Regions from separate parts of the Muntiacus reevesi genome. Here region 2 is linked to region 1. Evidence: chromatin contacts called from public Hi-C data. All regions are on one chromosome and are shown on one strand. Each heading gives the region's core, a stretch centred on a gene start, on an enhancer-like site or on the middle of the called end of the contact. The rest is flanking DNA. Distances are from core to core; before and after follow the strand shown. Region 1 holds the start of SORT1 (sortilin 1). Region 2 holds the start of ELAPOR1 (endosome-lysosome associated apoptosis and autophagy regulator 1).

Region 1 (2,700 bases), core at 69-2,568:
TCTCCCCACTGCAACTCTCTCTGAAAGAGGAAGAGATATAACAGAGAAAATGCACTGAACTGAAAAGACATTATGCAACAAATAAATCGTTAATTCTAGAAAAAATACGAGGAAGATGCCCAGGTTGCACTAGAGCAAGTAGCCAGGACACTGACTACTGTCAATCCAGTAGTGTGGAAAGGTTTGAGCTGCTTGTCCCCAGAGACAGAACTGTCACAATTTCTAAAGTTTTCGCCTAAGACCTGGCTCAAAGGAGAATCTCTGCAGTGTTTCTTCACCGTCGAAAACCATTGTTATAACAGTATGGAGACATCCTGGTTAGAGTCCAATACCAAGACAGAAGACTAAATTGAAGGCGTAAGACAGATCACATACTGTAATCCCACGGACAACCTTGTTCCTTTAGCTATTAAAATACACACAGAAACCTAGTTACTGCTTTGGTACTTCTGAACACCCGCGACCAACCCTGAAAGTTCTGACCCCACGAAGACACACCTTTGCTTCTGCGCAGCCCCAACTTCTCCAACCACTTAAGAGGTAATTAACTCCTGCAGCTTCCTGGTGCGGGATAGCGTTACTCGATCCTAATTATTCATACAGACAGAAAACAACAACGCTCGACAGATTTTGACAACTTAAAAAAAAAAAAAAGAATGCTGTGAAAGTCTAAGCCGGCCTCCGCTGTGACGAAACACAGCCGCCTGGGCCGCGACAACCGAGGGTCGCTCGCCCGGCCCGACTCGGCCCTCCTGCAGCCGCAGTTTCGGGGCCGCGGCCCGGTGAGCGCGGGCGCCGCGCGGCCGGGGGGGGGTCTCTTCCTCGGGGACGCGAGGCGCGCGGACAGAGAAAGAGGGGCCGGTTGCGCGGGCCTGGCGGGCGGGCCTCCGGGGGCACGAGGGCCGGTGTCTCGCAGTCCGGGAGGTGGCCGGACCTGGCGCCCGCTCACCTGGTGTGTGTTGTTAGCCAGCCTGCTCACGAAGTCCTGGACCCCGCCGCAGTCTTCGTCCTCGCCGGGCGCGCTGCGGCGCCAACGGCCGCCGCGGGGAGCCGGGCCCCCGGGCGCGGCCGCGCGCAGCCCCCAGCTCACCCCGACGGGGCCGGACCAGCGCGACAGCGGCGCAGCGGGCGGCGGCGGCGCGTCCAGCCGGTCCTGGCCGAGGGTCGCCGACGGCAGCAGCTGGAGGAGGAAGAGGAGAAGGCCGAGGCCGTGGGGCCAGCGCGAGAGGCTGTCGGCAGCTCCCCCGGGCCGCTCCATCGCCGCCGAATGCCTACGCCGCGGACACCTGCAGCCGGGCGCTCCCGCCCACCCCCGCCGGCGCCGCGCCACACCCCCGAGCCCGAGCCCGGCGCTCCTTGGATACGCGGAGCCGGGCCTCTCCGCCCCCATAGGCTGGCCGCTTGTCCTTCTTCCCCAGCCCACTGCTCATTGGCTCGCGTCGCCTCCGGCTTCGGGGGTCCTGGATTCGGATGCCAAGATGCGGGACTGATTGGCTGGAACGTGGCAGAGACGGTTGAGGTCATCCCCCGCTCTCCCCGCGTCTCCAAGGCCGGGCTTCCAGAGTTAAGAGGCGCTTCTTTCCTTCACAAGAATCCCCCCCCCGCTCCGTGACGCCCCGACTCCCCAGTACTCTCTCTGGCACCCTCAAGTTGGGCTGGGTTGGTCCCCTCTTCTCCCCCAGAGACACCCCTAAAATTCCTTTGGGTTGCCGCAGCGCCTGAAAATTTTTCTCAGGGAATCCCTGAGCTCGCTCATCTGGAAAAGGGGGCTCCTTCACGAACCGGTGCTTCTGGTTTTTAACCCCCGCACTTTGGAGCGCCCATTGTCTACTGCAGCAGCCGCCTTGCTGACAGAAGTGAATGCGAACTGTGTGGGCTGAATCTTGTGAGGCACATAGACATCAGGACATCCGTGACTCACGCAAGCCTGGTGAAATCGCTTCTCACTCACTTTTCTTTTAGGCAGGGAGTTAGGCCAAAACAGGAATTGCTTATTGGTTTTCCTGGGGTTAGAAAGTAGCTTAGACGTTAGGGGCAGGTAAAAGGGTGCAATGCAGGTAAAAGGGTGCAATATAATTGCCCAGTGCCTACTTTAGACATTATTGCGTAAATGCACATTTATCTTTATCAAAGTACTTTAACCCTTCAGTGAGTGCAAGGCACAAGTTTGATTTTCAATATATGATATCCCCTAATTTAGCATCCTGCCTCCAATAAATAAAACAAAATCCCTACACTGTTGCCTTTATCGCAGAAACTGCATACATAACTTTATTCTGGAACATGCAGTGCAGGTAAAACCAGTTCTGGATTTTCTCCTTACTGACTTCATCCCTTCAGAATGCCAGAAGTTGTTCTGTAAAATAGGGAACAAATAGACACAAAATATTACACCCTAATAAAGTCACTAAAAATTACTTTTAACACTTACTGCAGGTAAACCCAAATGATAATATATATATACAAAATATTACACCCAAATAAAGTCACTAAAAATTACTTTTAACACTTACTGCAGGTAAACCCAAATGATAATATATTTATTGTAGAGCAAAATGAATGGTTCAGTGCCCCCAATCCTAGTGTTACATTAAAATCCTCTAGTCACATTAATTTGCAAACAAAAATTTACTGTTTTAATGTTTACAAATTTACATTTTGCCAGAACAACCATGGTAAGGTGTGACAAGTGAAAACATA
Region 2 (2,700 bases), core at 48-2,547, 230 kb before region 1:
CAATAAGCTCAGCACCTGACACATGAAAAGTTTTCAAGAAAGGTTGAATGGCTATATATTTATATGGTTTGAATGAGTCCAGTTTACAAAATGTGAATACCTGTCTCCTGCCAAAAACAGTGCTGTTCTGTCCTAAATCCTTATCGTTTCGGCAAGATGACCGAATTGCAAATATTGCCCAATAGGATTAGTTTCTAGAAGTTGAGAAACTTCCATATTTTAAGAGTAGTCAAGTGGCAACTTGTAGTCTGCGGGTAACACATACTCCAGGCTTCAACTTACACAAATCTATTTAATGGAGGTGGTCGGCGGGATGTTCCACAATGATTAATTAGTCCAGGGGCCTGTCAACACTTAGGTGGAGAAGAAGCCACCATCATTCTTTCGGGAGTACCCTCCATTGGTGGCTGCAGTGTGAGGGGACACTGTGGAGAAAAGAAGAAGGAATGGGCTGTGAATTTAAGATCTGTTGCCTTTTCTGGGAATTTGTCACCCATACTTTCACAGGGACCATGAAGAAGGTTCCAACAGCTAGGGAAGCACAGAAGACTGATGGGAGGTTAGCTATAGGTCTTTCCCCAGGTTTCTGTCCTTTGCTGAAAATTCTTGTCCATTAGACCTAAGGCTAAGGCAGAGGCTCTGAAACTGAATTCATTTCCTAGCTCTACAGTCAGCATGTCCGCTGGCATTAGCCTGATATGTGCCAGACTCAGTTATCCCTCATATTCCCTAATAGCCAGCCACCTCAGCTCCGTGATTCCTGTGTCCATTTAGAAAAACTTTAGCACCACCCATCTTCCTCCCATTCCTCAGTCTTCTAACCCTTACCTATGGATCCCTGTATGCTGTGAATAGACTCCTTCTTAGGGTTGATCCAATGTCTGATGTTAGCTCTGGAAGTGATCGGGGGTGGTTGGGGAGCAGGTAAAAATTCTCCAGGGAATTGGGTCTTGATTCTGGAAGATGTGGGAAGAACAGGGGAGAATGAAATCAAGAGAAGAAGGTAAGGAGGGAAGGAGTTGCATGCAACCTCAAAAATATAGCAACCAAAGGCCCTTTCTGGGCTCTCAAATTAACCAAATTTTTATTATATGGATGAGCCCAATTTTGGAAGATCTCCATTTTAGAAAAAAAAAAAAACACAGAAATTGTATTACAGAAGTAAAAAAAATGCAAAAATCTATACAAACAGGAACCTATTGATTATTTCCCAGGTGACAGTTTACCTTACTTGATTGGATGGCATTGCTCTTAGGGTGAGGCTCTGCTTCCACCACTTACCTGCGGGTATCCTGGATGGTCTCCTGGTGTGTGAGTATCTCACTTTTGTTCTTGAATGTCCCTGTGTGGTGGTTGTACAAGGCTGCTAAGCGGAAATCCAGGTCATCCTTCGGTATCTACAGAGGAGGCCAACCCCCTCAGGGTTAACTTCCCACCTGTGCACCCATTCTAGTCGGGTTCTATTGGGCTCTACTCTTCTCCCAAAGCAGAGTGAACCCTTTTTGGGCCTGAGACCCACCAGCTCTTTACACACCAAATTACTGTACATGATGACTTCTTAAATCTTGTCCATATAGAATTGTTTCGTGGTTAAGTCTAAGGAGTGGGAAGCTCTCCTGGAGACATGGGAACCACTTGAGCTTAATGGGCCTTACCTCATTCATGGTTATAATGAAAAGTCTAATGAGAGAATGATTTGCTCCAAATAATTAACTGCAGCAAAACTCAAGCCTTTTGCCTTCCCATACCCCTGATAAAGTTGGTATTTGGTTTTAGATTTGATAGGATCTTGGATTGGGGGCAAGATAAAGCTGCTAAAGCAGTCAGGGACAGACTGCCTTTCAAAAAGGATAGTCATTAATCCTAAGTGGATATAATGAGAAACAGCATTTCAATGCTAGGTACCTCTGAATAAAAAAACAAAACATCCCGTTTCATGGAGGTAATTGTGGGAGTTGAGCTGAGTCGACACCAGGGTTCTTGTTGCTGAGCAAGGTGAGTTGGGTTCCTACACGGCAGTTTCTGCAAAAGAGAAACCACACCCACGCCTGGTTACCGAAGGCCTTGCTGATGTGGTAGCATCAGTGACATCCATCCCCTCCTGCCATTCCATTTTAATTGAATCGAGACATCTAAATGAGAAGGATGATATGGGGCAAGCCTCCCAGCCTTTTGACTCTCCTAAGTTTTCTCTTAGAACTGACAGAAATGAGCCAGGAAGACAGGGAAGGGGGTGAAGTGGGACATGAAGTGAAGGATGGGGAGCAGACAGGCAAAATGAGCTCAGGTGCAGAAGTCCTGAGTTTGAGGAAGAGGTAAGATATTCTAACGCAATATGCAGTTGTTGGAGTAACAGCTGAAGCCTCCCAAAAAGAATCTGACCAAAAAGGAAGAGGTGGTTCATGAGGACTGCACAATATTATAATGGGGTTGGTTGGGGGCAGTCAGAGACAAGAGAATCGGGAGAGGAGAATCAGGAGAGAACAGTGTCTAGACAGGTGAGAAAAAAATTTCGGTAAGCAAGGAAGGGTCATTGTTGCTGCAGGAATGTCAAAAAGTTCATTGAATGTTTGGTTCTCTCATTAAAACCCCGCAAGGATGAATATGAAAGCACATAGCTGATTTCTGCATTACATGTAAAATGCCATATTGCTCACCACTGTGTCCCCAGTACCCAGCACAGTGACCTAAAACATGGTG

What was found. A called contact is a pair of places that touch in the nucleus more often than the background predicts.
Region 2: a contact with region 1 is called in a Hi-C map of muscle, with 5 times the contacts expected there. The contact joins the promoter of ELAPOR1 here to the promoter of SORT1 in region 1. A contact is called at or near these places in 2 of 3 Hi-C or Micro-C datasets (blood and muscle).

What each region holds. Positions count from the first base shown.
Region 1 is chr1:96,046,437-96,049,136 of mMunRee1.1, reverse strand. It overlaps SORT1 (sortilin 1), which reads right to left and starts at 1,318. Exons shown (of 20, transcript XM_065907533.1): 1 at 950-1,318. The coding sequence starts at 1,258.
Region 2 is chr1:96,278,890-96,281,589 of mMunRee1.1, reverse strand. It overlaps ELAPOR1 (endosome-lysosome associated apoptosis and autophagy regulator 1), which reads left to right and starts at 1,297. Exons shown (of 23, transcript XM_065927495.1): 1 at 1,297-1,311. CFAP276 (cilia and flagella associated protein 276) reads right to left here. Exons shown (of 5, transcript XM_065927514.1): 2 at 1,906-2,022; 3 at 1,282-1,397; 4 at 829-956; 5 at 311-425. The coding sequence ends at 355.